Linked DNA regions of Lactuca sativa: region 2 is linked to region 1. Evidence: chromatin contacts called from public Hi-C data. All regions are on one chromosome and are shown on one strand. The core of a region is the stretch at or near the end of the contact, and the rest is flanking DNA. Distances in the headings are between cores, read along the strand shown. Region 1 holds the start of LOC111881190 (U-box domain-containing protein 3). Region 2 holds the start of LOC111881277 (protein LIGHT-DEPENDENT SHORT HYPOCOTYLS 3).

Region 1 (7,392 bases), core at 4,422-6,921:
TCAATGTCCATTGGATGATGAATTGAAATAAATAGTAAATGCAAAAAGTTTTGTTTAATGAATCCAGACATATATTCACTGTATTCATCGGTTCTCGGTCGTATTCTTGACATCAAACTCGCCTTTTTTCTTTCAATACACTTTATTTGTTCAAACCCGAAACTTGGACAAACTTTTTAGAGCTAATTTTAATGATGATGATGATAATAGGAACATTCATTGTATTCACCCATCCTTGTACTGTTAGATGTTGAGCAACCTTTATAAGGAATGTTTCAAACGATTGACACTAAATAGCATACGGATTAACATTACTAATGAAAACGATCGACACTAAATAGCAGAGTTGGGAACAATTATTCGTACAAATTGCAAGATTGTTCAAATCTACCAATTATTGAATCTAGCACGAATAAAGGGCGATAGAACATGTTTCAAACAGCTTCTTCCTTCTCCATACTCTCGTCTTTATGGATGAGTGATGTTTCGTTTCCTTTGACTTTGGCATCAATAGTTGACCCGGTTCCCTCTGTGTTGTTTGACTTTGTTTCAAAGATGGTTTCTGTTTGTTTTGTATCATCAACTTCCAATGGCTCAGATCCCATTGTCTCTTTGATCTCTGCACATCTGGAGATGATCTGTTCAATCTCATCATGCAGATTCAAAGCTTCAAAAAGCAGTATATCATCATCGGTTGTTGTTTCTGCTATTCTTTGAACCACAGGCAAAGATTCCTTGCACTTTTCCAACATGCTAACAGTTAACTCGTCCTGTAAACACCAAGATAATTAAATTACTTTATCACCAATTTAATTTGCAATGCATTAATCAGATAAATTTTGACTTACGTTAATTGGTATGGGGTCAATTCCAGAATTGAGTATGCTGGATAGAAGGTCAAGGCTGTTTCTGCTAACCAAGAGTGATTCTTTCTTTTGTTCAACAGATTGATCAGTGTAGGTATATGGTGAGGTGTCATCTTCTATACCCATTAAGTCAATATCTGGTAAAGGGAATCTATCAGGTGGTGGAATAGGTTGTTGATGAACCAGAGACTCCACTGTTTGATACATAGGGCTTGATGCTGGCGGAATCCCATTGGCTTTCAGGCTCTGTCACATATATGCATATGTATGTTAGATCAATTCCCATTTTGGGCAATGTATTTTCTTTTATACACCAACACAGGCAAAGATTCCTTTCTTAATAATACCACCATAGACATACTTTCATTTGCATACAATTGAATACAAATTACAAGACTGAAAGTTTACTTGTAAGCTCCCTGATAAAGTTGTTAAAGAAACCTTTTTCTTCAAACATAGCTTCAAAGCAATCTACATACATGTTCTTGTAAAATCTACCTTGTAAAGTCCTTACAAATAAAGCTCCAGAGTATATATAAATTTTTTAACTTTAATGGTGATTTGGGTGCATTGACCCAAACACTAGGATAGTAAGGATAAAACAAGTTTCAGCAATATGAAGACATAAAAGCAAAAACAAACAAGTAAAGAGATGCTTCACCAAGTGAGTTTGACGGAAAACAGGCAGATACATAAGGTCCTCAGACTCGCCCCATGCTCTGATTAACCGCACCGCCTTAGTCCTATTCCGTTCATCCGTCCGAACATCCTGAACCATCGTAACCATATCATCAAGAACCTTCTCCGACGCCACCTCCGAGAAAACCTTATCACAGTTCGATGTACACGTCTCCAACAAATCAAGGCTCAGCCTCTGACTAACCGCGCTCTTACCGGACGTAATTTTCTTCTTAATCGCTTTCACGATCTCCGTTCCGTTGAACTCTTCACTATTAATCATGGCACAAATCCTTAAGTTTAACCCCCAATTAGGCTCCTCCATCGTCTCTAGCGTCGCTTCGTCGACGATCTTTGATTCAGGCGTCGGCGCTTGTAAGATTTCCTTCATCTTCGTGCCGACCATACGACTCATCTGAACTCCGCCTGTCATCAATCGCTCACCGAAAGAAGATGATGCTAGTTTGAATTTATCTAGTTTATCCATCTCAGATGAAACTGCAATCTGAAATCAGAACAGAGATTAAGCCCTAACAAGAGTATGATGAATTCTCAGGGGGTGTTACTGGTAGAGAAGGGGAAAGTGGAAACGGTGTTTGATGTGAGCTTTGGAAGAGGTAAAAACGAGTGAGATACGCGTGGCGGTTTATACGCTGTTCATAATGCTTACCATCAACCATGTAAAAAGATCAGTTTATTAAATTAGATGAAGACCAATGTAAAAATCGAATATAAGCAATATATGCTATTTTGGTAAGCCTTTTACACCATTTAATGGTTGACTATTATGGTCTATTTCATAATCTCTAAAATGCATGTTTCCACATAATCAAATATCGGTATCACAAAATGCATCAAGGTGCCATATGATATTCAAATATTATCATAGCCATTACCTCGAATCTTCATGGTTGCTAAATTATTTGCTTGACATATTATCCAAAACATTATAATACTAAGGAGGCTATGGCTAGGGTGGCAATTGATGACACCACAAGACAAAAATACACGACACGAAACGAAATTGAGATGAAACTGAAATTTGAATTTGTGTTCATGTCAAGTGTAAAAAACACGACGTCGTGTCATGTCGTGTTTGACGTCGTGTTAGTGTTCAAAATTTAAAACAAAATTGACACGGTTTAAGATCTTTTTGTCATGGTTTTCGTGTTATGTGTGAATAAATATTAATTAAATACATTAATTGTTATGTCATGTTATCTTTGTCGTGTTTGTCGTTTTTTAATGGGTTGGTTTTCGTGTTAGTTAAAAAGACCCGAGATCGTGTTCATGTTACATAAAACATTGTCGTGTCGTGTCAGACAAAAACACGACACAATGGCCTGATTTTTCACTCCCAGTTATGGCAAGTAAATCGACAAGATTCATCACCGCATCTCAACCTCACAAACTACCGTTACGGTTCAGATTAATTTAAATGCATATTTATACAAGACAACATTGTAAAGACCATTAAAGGCACGCCTAAAAATCAAAATGTTCCAAAAAAGACACTTACATGTGATTGTGTTGTACAAATCAACAAATTTGGTACTTAAAATGAAATCATGTGGTTAAACCAATTACAATAAGATATGTGTGAAATTGGTGCACCGATAGATAACCGAGTAACTGAGAAATTGGAATTGTTCTTTCTATCATATATAAGACTATAAACATATTCCCTAGTGAAATGTGTTGAGAAAGAAACCTTGTCTTTGGTCGCCAGAAAATAACTAAGAAAATATATGTTTTTCCATTAAAATCGACCATCTCTTAGGAAACAGTCATATAGTGTTGATTTTGTGTTTCCAGCAGAGAAGAACGACGATGATTCGTAGTTTGAGACAAATGAGGATAATTCACGACGGTGGTGGCGATTCTTCAAGGGAAATTGAGGGTTTTTTCGTTTGTTCAACGCCATTCAACGATGCTAACATATATGACCGATTAATAGCCATTAAAAGGTGGATTGTCCCATTCAGAAGCTAATATAAGCCAAACCAAATGTTTACTGACTTCTTTAGAGCATCTCTTAATGGAACCATTAAAAGGCTTACCAAAACAACCCTATGAGCATTTGGTAACCTATTAAATGTGCCTATGACTAAATCGAATAAGACGGGGCCAAAAATCCTTTGGACAATTTAGGTATTACATTCCCTCCGAACCATTTTTTCCTTCCTTTTGCCTATATTGCCCTCTCTTTTCTTTTATTGTGACCGGTACAACACAGTTTATGTGTAAGAGTGAAAGAGAGAAAACAAAGAAGCTTTAATGCCAACACCTCATCCTCTTTCCCTACAAATACCATTTCTCTTTCTCTCTCTCTCTCTCTCTCTATGATGGTGTTTTTTTTTGTTAAATCACATACTAGGATGTAATCATCTAAATTGTCCATGTCGTCCGATTTTTGGATGAAAACCCCTAATCCTTTTTGCTTCATGTCTTCATATTGAATCATGTAGAGCTTCAAGGTTACGTAGTCCTGATACAAATTTTGGATACCAGCTTTCTAATTTTGGATGTTACGTCTCTATAAAATATATAAGCTTCTTTAAATACTTTCCATTAACTATTATGCTAACTAGATATATTCTATTGTCCACACTCTTTCATGTTTAGGTTATGTGCTTTTTGAAACGTGTTTTTTATTGTTTAGGCTCTTGTTAATTTTGTGTGTGTGTGTGTGTTTTCTTTTTTGAAAATTTGCAATAACTTGTGCTAGTTAATTATTAATTTTGATTGTAATGGATTATAGATTTCATATAAAAATAAAAGAAAGTTTTACATAGATGTAGCGGGTAAACGAGCAACAAATTATGCTGTCAATTTCGAGGGGTTTGATTTTGGTTTTAAGGATTGAGAGGTTTGATAATTTGAAAATATGTTTTGCAAAGATTAAAGCCTCTTAATGGTTGAACACTAAATCATTCGGTTTCTGGCAAACAACCATATATGTCTAAATTTTTATGTATATATATGGATAGTTTCCATAGGTATGTTCGCATTGAGAAAGAAGATAGAATATTATCTTAACCGTGTTCAAATGTTGGGTCTAAGTTTCAATGCCGATGCGGAATCAGAATGGATTTCATATAGGTTGTGTGTTTTGTTTCCACGATGTTTATGTCTTCTCTAGTGAGATTGCCGCCTAAGCGCCAAAAATATTGTTTCGCCAGTTGTGGGGCTTTTTGGGTAAAGAGAGAGACCTTACATGATGACCGCTAATAAGGTATGGGGCGGACCATATACATTAATCTTATTATAAATATCATAAACAATAAAAAGATAAATTAAAATAAAATAAAAAAGGATATAACAATCTTTATATAATTACTATGTGACAAAAATCACAACAAAATAATATTATAAGGACTGTCCGAATAAAAAAGAAAGGTAGAGACTAAATCTGTAATATATCCTAAACCTCAACCTACATGACATGGATGATTTATGTAATTACTCTAATAATAATAATAACAATAAGAGATATTAATTAAATAAACATTTATAAACGAGCTTATTAACAAAATATATATATATATATATATATATATATATATATATATATATATATATATATATATATATATATATATATATATATATATATATATATATGTACTTCCCATTTCTTATTTTTATGTTTTTCTTATTAAAGATTTTTATGTTTTTCTTATTAGATTTTAATAAAAGCGAATTGTTTTATCAAAATTCCAGAATTATTCTTGAAATTATGAAGTTTTTCTTTTTTCCAAATCCAAAATTCATGGACTTTTTTGTCAAAATTTTTTATTTTTATTTTTGTGGATGCTTTAGAATGATCTCCTCCGGAAGATATCGGTCATTTTTCAAACGCATATTCTTATTATCCTTCGATATTAACTTAAATAATTAGCTTAATTAATATCACTGCTACTAATAATAAAATGTTTTATCTAATTTGCATATGGAGACATTGACTCATTGGGGTTGAATATTGTTGGATGTCAATTTCTTGCATCACCTCCATCTATTCAAGACAAAGTTTTCCGACTTTTTGCTTCTTTAATCATGATTTATGCATAATTAATTAACCCGAATTAGCACCAAATCAATATTCAATTAAATCGCCAACAAACCCTGCAACTATATTGAGTTATGGACCCACCGATTTAACCCCTTTCTCCTTTTCCCCTTCTTCTGTATCATTCTCATGATTCACTCTTCCAAGTGTTGGCGAAAATTCATATACCCAGATGGACGTTTCACCATAAAGATTATTCCTTTGTGGGTTTGATTCAGATCTGTTTATGTTATCGGTGTTTACCTACGACTACCAACATTAGGTTTGTTTCCGGTTCCCAAATATCTCAACTCTTTTTTGTCGTTTTGTAAGTTATTGATTTATTTCATGTTGCTTCGAACAATAATTTGATGTGTATTCGATTGAATTCGAAGAAAGTCAGTTTGTTTCGTTGGTTTATAGCTTTTTTTCTGCATATTATTTGTTGGGGTTTTGTGAATTTTGGATGTCAGCAAAGTTGCGAAGTGGGTTCATGTAATTTCAAGCATAGGTTTTGAAACATATTATCAATATGCGATTAACTTACAGAGAAACAGTCATAAACATAGATTTGTGATAGTTTTGATACGAGATTTTGGCATGTAAAAACTCCCAGGATCGTGGTTTGTATTATTGGACACCAGTTGTTCGACTATTTGTCTGATCCATCATCCATGTGCAATGCTGCAATTAGTTTTCTTGTGATACTAGACATTGAGATAGAATGATGAAAACTTCTATCGAGCTTGCATAAGTGACATTGTGGTCCATTGTTATTGGTTTATAGCTAGAGAGGTTTACTTCATGTGGGCATTGAACTTTTTGGTTGTTTTTGACATTTTAATCCTATAAGAGGCTCTTAAATGAGTCTGAAAGTGTTATCTTGATTATTTAGAAGTTCTTAATTTTGTTTTTTCTGTAACTACTTAAGCAGGACAGATGGGTGTAGAAAAGGTATTAAGATGTCTAAGTAACAGCTTTTCTCGATTCATCCATCTTGTCACATTTGGTGTACCCAAGAACTTGCCATGTCAGAAGGAGTACAAAGATGTTGCTGGTTCACTGAAGCTTTTTAAACGTATACTTGATAACATTGATGATGCACACATACATTCAGATGAAATTTTGCACAAGGAGTTTGAGGAACTTGATGTAGCTGTAAATGAGGCTCGAGAGTTCATTGAGAATTGGGGTTTTCACTCCAGCAAAATTTGTGGGGTGTGTTTCTTCTTTCTTATTATGAGGTCGATGATATAACTTTCTTTAACAAAGATAAAAAAATAGACATTAATCTGTTTTTATACTTGAAAATGTTTCCAGGCTGTTCAAAGCCGAGAACTAATTGTTAAAATCAGAAGCTATTCAATCAAGATATGTGAAACTGTATTCAGGTCATTGGAATCATCATTACCACCAACATCTACTTCTTTAGCTGATATTCAGGTATGCATTTAACCCTAAAATTAAAAATAAAACTTGGGGAAAATTTGAAATTCAACCCTAAATAACGATAGTGTGTTGCTATTTCAGCGTTGTATGGAGGAATTTGAGAGTTTAAAGTTGGAAACAGCATCTGAAAAAGTAGAAGAGGCCATGAAGTTCATAAGAGAAGGAAAGGTTCCACCATTAGAACATCTAACAGAAATCATAGAGTTGCTTCATTTGTCATCAAGCCAAGAACTGCTAAAAGAGAGCATTGCAGTGGAAAAAGAAAACTTGAAAGTTGACCAGTCAAATCAAGTCAATCACATCGTTGACCTTATCTTTCATATAAGAGAAACCATGGTAAATCTTGAAAGC
Region 2 (7,612 bases), core at 35-2,534, 160 kb after region 1:
AAGAATTTTATCCGCTCATTGGTCCATGTATGTTTATATCCCATTGCTAATAACAAAAATAATATATGAAATGCATACTTTAGCAAACACAACCTTATAACAACAACTTTCAACATAATAACAACTTCTATTGATTAAACTAACGAATTTCAACAAAGATTATTCACATTTCAATATGACATTTCAACAACATTTTATGACATTTCAGCAACATTTCATGACATTTCAGCAACAATTCGTGATATTTTCAACAACAATTCATGATATTTTAGGAACATTTTATGACATTCAGCGTCTATTAATGGCATTTCAGCAACAATTCATGACATTTCAACAACATTTCAGCAACATTTCAATAATGATTCAACAACATTTCAATAGAATATGACATTTAAGCATAAATTTATGACATTTCAGCAGAATAAAAAACATCATCAAAGATTTGATAACATTAGCATCAAGATTCATCAAGAACAAATATATCAACAATGATTCAACAAGAAAAATCGAAAAATTAATATGAAGCAGGAAAGTCGAAGTTGCTCCAGCAACAAAAAAACCGAAAAATTCAAGATTAACCATGACAAAATTATTGCTTCAGCAACAGTAAACGAAAAAAAACTTATCGAGATGAAAGATCGGCGTCGACGACCGGAAGGAGAAGGCGACCAAGAGGAGTCTACTCCGGAGAGGAGGGAACGCCAATGGGAAGGAAGTTTTGCTGATGAAGGGATGATTGCAGATGCGAGATTGGGGATGACTAGGGAGAAAAAAATGTGGCGCTTTTTTTTATGAGGGAGGAGTATCCCATTTTTTTTAGGTTTAGGTTTGAAGAGGGAACTTAAGTGTTGTCCCAAACAGAACACGCACAAAAGTTTTTTACTTCGAAGCCTACGAAAAAACAAATTGCTGCGGGATAAAAAATGATACGTGTGTGCAACATTGCCCAACACAAAGTGGTTTGAATATGTTTTTTATAAAAAAAACAGCACTTAAGTTAATAAATCTTTCTAAACCGTTATACCAAAAAAACTTTTTATCATTATCATAATCATATTTTTTAAAACAAGAATTTATCTAAAATTAAAAATTTTATAATAATATTTATAATATATCAAATATTTTTAAATTTATAAAAAAACATAATAAAAAAGGCTTGGAGATCAGCAAGGCATCAACTTTTGCACCTCTACTATACTAGTTCGCAACAGTTTTAGACGTTAATAAAAGCTAAACATAAACAAAAAAGAAAAAACACAAACGTTATTATCAAACAACTACATTGTACAAATGTGTAATAAATAGAAAGTTTTAGGAGTATCATATTTACCAAATTACAGTTATAGAAGTTTGTGTGCCCTATTTTAGGAAACTCAGTGTGAATCTTTATACATCAGCAACACAACACAACGCGAAGCCAGCTTTTCTATCCTCCCAAGATCTTGTGAAATCTACTGTTTTTTTCACTAAAAGCCTCCAAAGTCCCATCAATGGCAGCTCACCTCACCTCCACATCAATGTGGTGTAGACTGGTCTGGTAGCCAGCAGTGTCTCTTCTTCTCCATTTCTTATCCAACGAAAATAGCCATAAACATCATTAGATCGATCATCCATTTCCGCGCCATCGATCTCCGTGTGTTTGTGAATCATCTCTTTTGCTTCTGTTTGTGGAGATACATCGACTGTTTATCACTACTGCTATCGTGATAAATAAGGAAACCCTAGCAAAAAGTAAAAGAGAAACATCTTGTCCTAGAATTAGATCTTCAAATAATTGTAACCCAAATCGGGAAAACCATCAGTTTCAATAAAAACCCTTCAATGGATCCTTACGCAGAAGTTGAAAGCTCCGATTACAGCATAAACCCTAATATTGTAGCGTCTGCGTCGTCTAGTTCTCCGCCGGCAGCCACAACTCCCAGCCGGTATGAGAACCAGAAACGCCGAGACTGGAATACCTTCTGTCAGTACCTGAAGAATCACCGGCCACCACTCGCGCTTTCCCGATGTAGTGGTGCCAACGTGCTCGAGTTTCTCCGGTATCTTGACCAGTTTGGGAAGACTAAAGTCCACACACCGGTGTGCCCGTTTTACGGGCACCCGAACCCACCTTGCCCTTGCCCTTGTCCTCTTCGTCAGGCGTGGGGAAGCTTGGATGCGTTGATAGGCCGTCTCCGGGCAGCCTACGAAGAGAGCGGTGGGCAACCGGAGATGAACCCTTTTGGTGCTCGAGCTGTTAGACTTTACCTTCGAGAAGTTCGAGATCTACAATCGAAAGCAAGAGGAATCAGCTACGAGAAGAAAAAACGAAAAAGACCTCCACAACAAGAACATCAACAGTTTCCAAACAACTCATCATTTCAAGCTTTTACTCTTCCACCAGGTGATCACACTTGAATTTCGTTCAAGAAAACTCAGATCTTGGAACTTAAAAATTAAGTAACTATTCGTTTCTTTTAGAAGCTTGAATTTGATGTTTTGTGGAGGATGTAATGATCACCCAAGTAGTACTCTTGCTAGTTGTTACGCTTAGTTTCAGGTTTTATTTCTTTATTTAGCTGCAATCAACTATGAAGAACCCTGTTGTTAATTGGTGATTTTGTTTGATTTTCGCTTTTTTGTTCATCTCAATGAAAACATCTCAGCTGCAGCACAATATCGACTTCTAGTTTGATCAGGAGCTTGCAGTTGTGATCTTGGTAGATGTACTTTTGCAACAGTAGTATTTATAGATCTCAAACTGGAAGTACTTGTGATCTATTCTTGGTTTCAACCAAGATCATATGTGGACTATCTATAGCTTTTATGTTTTGTCAAGCTTCTTAATTCCTAGCCTTCTTATTTTATATAATCGCTGCCGTTCTACAAAAAGTATATGGACTATCCAACGGCAAGAAATATCACTCTCTCCTCCCATGAATGATTCGGAATCGTGTAAGTGTTGGATGGAATCGTGTTCATTCAGTCTTCTGCAGTCTTGATTGCTAATGTCAACATGTGCAGCATTTGCACGGGCTCTTGTTTATTATGTACACGCTTACATAAATCGTGAAGAAAAAGTGCATAAATATTTTACATGTGTTGGTAGTTATATATGTATATTTTTGGTACATATTAAAAATTAAACATTGTCCATCACATGTTTTTAGGGAAAAGAGCTTTTTTTTATATATAACTAGATTAATGATGCACGTGATAACGTTTACTTTGATCACATCTAGTTATTATTTAAATTAAATTAGCTTTGATAACTTAAAAACTGATTGATTCATGGTTTACGTTTATGGGTATATTAATATGCACTTCAAGTCATGTAGAATTTACAAAGCACACATATTTCTTAGTTTGAGAATTTTTTTTGCTGTACATGGTGGATGATAATTATTAATACGATAAAACTGCCTAATTTCCGAAGGCTCTTTTCGTCGGTTTTCCGTCAGAAACACAATTGACGGAATTCAGATAGAAAAAAAAAAAATCATTGGAGAATTATCTTGATGGAAATTGTGACATTGTACCAATAAAAAGTTCTTTAATAAATTATAAATACCGACATATATCCGAGAGTCTTGTTTATCTGACTTTTCCGACGAAGCTTATTTTTGTCAAGTCCGATGGAATATCGACGAAATATATTACTAATGGGTATCATTTTTTATAGTTTTTAGTGACAGAGTTACGTATACAAATACAATAAAAGAATTCACAAAATCAAGTTTTTTTTTTTTCCTACCTAGAAAGCAGAAAAATCCAATTACAATAAACAACTCCTGTTTTGCAAGTTCAACTACTATACTATTAAGCATAAATTTAAAAATTGTCTAATAAAATATAATTATTAACACAGTGTCTAAACCATAAATTTAATAAACATTAATGCTAATCAGTTATGAAAAACAACAAAGATAGTAAGCTAGAACAAGTTTGGTGCTTCAAGTTGGATTTGAGTTAGTTGCATCTTTTATTGTGTTCTTGTTCTATTTTCTTTCCTTTTACAACTCTTTAATTAATTTGAATTTACATCTTTGATATCTAAAAAAAATGTTAAAACAAACATATATACTCATTAAACAAACAATAATCAGTAAGCATTATATATATATATATATATATATATATATATATATATATATATATATATATATATATATATATATATATATATATATATATATCAACATTTTTTATTAATTATATCATCATAGATTATTTTTAATCTGTAATAGCAATATGTTATAATTTGTTTTTTTACTAATATCAGAAATATACTGCTATTTTTGTTTCCAATTCATAAAAGCAATTATAACAATGTAATTTTTTCCCATAAGAGAATACACTTTATTTTGTTTACATAATAGCAACATACTTTTTTTATTGATAATTGCAACATACCGAAATTCTTTTACCCATATAAACAATAGACTCATAATTTCTCATCCATATTAACAAAAAATATATATATTTTTATCAATAATAACAATTTAATTTAATTATTTTATCCACAATAGAAAAACACTCTATTTTTCTACACATAATAGCAATAAACTTTAGTTTTTATCCATAATATGAATGTATTTTAATCTTTACCAATATAGGCAACATAGTTCATTCTTTACCTATAAAAACAACATACATTATTTTTTTCCTTTATAAAACACTATGTATTTGTCAAATAAGTATACATGTTGTCGTCATTGGGTGTGTACTTAATGAAGGACAAGGCAAACTTGTAAGATATTGTTCCTATCATCATGAGCTAGGGATACACATGTATCTCGAAAATACATCCTTTCATTATGATGAATTTTGATATATAAAATAGAGAGTTTTTCTTAAAAACGGCAACAAAATCATTAATAAAATAACTAGTTTATTTTAGACTTTTAAAATAAAACTATCAATGATCCAAATATATAGGTTAGACTGATATTGAAAGAACCATAAGTTGGTTTAGATCGAATGACAACAATTGGAGTCTTTGAACCCACATGGAATTGGGGTGTTGATGTAGATAGAAAGATCAAAGAGCTTGAAATTCTCTATAAGTAATCCACCACCAAGAGTAAGACACAAGGAATGCTAGTTTCCTTCTTGTCTTAATGATTTCTTAAGCCTTTTAAGTGTTTAGCTCAAAAATCACTAAAGGAGAAACACTTATGAACACCAAATGTTTGCAACTAGCATCAAAAGGGAAAGAGAGGGAGAGTAGAAGGTGCTCTCGATTTTGTCTTCTTTTAGAAAGGAAAGAGTGACAAAAATAAAATCTTAACACTTCTATTTATACTTACATGCAAGACCAAGAGCCAATACTTTCATTTAATGCAAATTAGTGGTCTCTTACAAGTAAGGTATGTGTAAGAGGGAGATTGGCAGGCAACCTCCCATCCCCTCTCAATTCCATAACTCAATTAGCAAAAAGTGTTGGATTAGGTGTCTAAGAAATAACTGAACTAGTATAATCTTGAATTATTAACAAAGTCTTTTTGGGTTGCCCTCAAACCTAGTAATTGAATAGGATTACTTTTAGAGAGAGATACTAATTTATTGATTTATTATATGATTAATAAATAGCAATAAATGAATTTATTAATATGTTATATAAATAATATATGACAAAACTGCATGAATGGTCCTTGTGGTTAGCTGAAAATTGTCACTTTGGTCCAAAAAAGTTTGGACAAACACCAGAGGTCCAAACTTTTCATTTTGTTGCGAGTTTGGTCCGATTTTATTTGAACTTTTGCATAAAGACGATTTTGCCCCTGATTATTTAATATTATAATTTTCTTTTATTACAACAATTAAAAAGAATTAAAAATAAAAGAAAAAAATACTCTCTCTCTTTCTCCCTCCCTCCCTCTCTCTCTCTCTTTATCTCTCTGGACATCACGAACAAGAGGAGTATAGTTTCTAGCCTAAAATCCATTATCAGACATCGATTTTACCCCTCAATATTTCAATTTCTACATATGAAGAGGTTAAGGCATTAACTTAGTATCATGAGGCGTAAGATTTTCAATAAACGTTTCAATCGTTTTCTCTATGTTTCTCTTGCGTTGCCGGAGAACAATGGTCGCAGAGCCATCACCACAGTCCATTACCATCGCTACTTTGCTGCCTACCACATAACCCACCATTAATAAGACCTCAATCCGCCCTCCTTCACCGTCTCAAACACCCACCCTATCCGATCTGAAGCCACCATCCTGTTGGTAAGATGAAGAATGATGAATTGCAAGTAAGATGAAGAAGGTTCTTCAGGTAAATTGCACCTCACTTCACATGTTCCCACCGTCACCTGCTATGATGCCAACCCTCACACAAACCACTAGTAAATCGCAGCAGTCGCCTTCTTCTTTATTTGTGTCGACTCTTAAGTCTTTAACAACCTCCACCACTTGACACCAGTTGACTAAATTAGAGGTACCTTGAACGAAATCGGGGTTGAGAGAGCCAAATCGGAGACCAAATTTGTATAGATTGGTACTCTACCTGTGTATGTCTAGGGTTTTTTTTTTATTGGGGGTGACAGAAGGTTAGCGAAGGAAGATTTTGATCCCAAAACGACTTCATCATTGCTCGAAGAAAGCCCGACGATCTCGATTCTCAAATCGCCTCTCTCTACAAACTTCTAAATCTCAAAATCGGCAATGAATCGAAAGCATTTCCCTCCTATATTCAAACCAATCGATTTTCAGGAACCAATCAATTCTCACATGAAATCGATTCATGAAAAACATTGGTTAATCGATGTTGTTCTACTTATCCCTAACGTCGTCATCTCCCACAGCAGGTGGTTACCTTTGAGTGTCTTCCTCTTCTCCCATTGGCACTTGTTGATGCTTCTCTCGCTGGTAGTGGTGGCAGCAGATAGATGTTTAAAGATGGGGCTTTTAGGGTAGATGTCTATGGATGAATATGGAGATGCAGACAGATTAATGTCGGATTTGAAAAGCATGGAGAGAGAGAGAGCGAGAGAGAGAGAGATGAGAGAGAGAGAGTATTTTCTTTTTCCTTTTATTTTTAATTCTTTTTAATTGTTGTAATAAAAGAAAATTAAAATATTAAATAATCAGGGGCAAAATCGTCTTTATAAAAAAGTTCAAACAAAATCGGACTAAACTCGCAACAAAATGAAAAGTTTGGACCTCTGGTGCTAGTCCAAACTTTTTTGGACCAAAGTGACAATTTTCAGCTAACCACAGGGACCATTCATGCAGTTTTGTCATAATATATTAATTATAAATAGTAATATTTAATTAATAATTAATAAGAAATTATCTATATTAGTTTTGTGATTAATTGTATTAATTAAAAAATGCAAGGGTTAAAGTGTAATTGCTTAATAGTTGAACAAGAAAGAGTCCAGAACCTTCCTTGGAAGGAGATGGATGAAATTAGGGTATATATCAGGGCATCTGAAATATTCCTTGCAAATAAATAGGAAGTTGGATAATTACCAAATTGAATAAATATTATTTTATTCATTTAGGGTTATCTAGGTTTTCCAAGTTGCACTATAAAAGGACCCTTGACCTATAATTTTCGGTAACTGCTCCTAATTTAAAGATAGTCGAAAATTTCATATCCTCTCTCCTCTCTCAAAAGCTTC

What was found. A called contact is a pair of places that touch in the nucleus more often than the background predicts.
Region 2: a Hi-C map of leaf shows a contact between it and region 1, with 7 times the contacts expected there. The contact joins the promoter of LOC111881277 here to the promoter of LOC111881190 in region 1. A contact is called at or near these places in 2 of 4 Hi-C or Micro-C datasets (both in leaf).

Annotation. Positions count from the first base shown.
Region 1 is chr9:11,713,745-11,721,136 of Lsat_Salinas_v11, forward strand. LOC111881190 (U-box domain-containing protein 3) reads left to right here and starts at 5,672. Exons shown (of 6, transcript XM_023877586.3): 1 at 5,672-5,875; 2 at 6,524-6,810; 3 at 6,913-7,035; 4 at 7,123-7,392. The coding sequence starts at 6,532. LOC111881244 (TOM1-like protein 2) reads right to left here and starts at 2,224. Exons shown (of 3, transcript XM_023877662.3): 1 at 1,528-2,224; 2 at 849-1,112; 3 at 284-770. The coding sequence starts at 2,031. The coding sequence ends at 435.
Region 2 is chr9:11,882,415-11,890,026 of Lsat_Salinas_v11, forward strand. It overlaps LOC111881277 (protein LIGHT-DEPENDENT SHORT HYPOCOTYLS 3), which reads left to right and starts at 1,285. Exons shown (of 1, transcript XM_023877695.3): 1 at 1,285-2,704. The coding sequence starts at 1,822. The coding sequence ends at 2,397.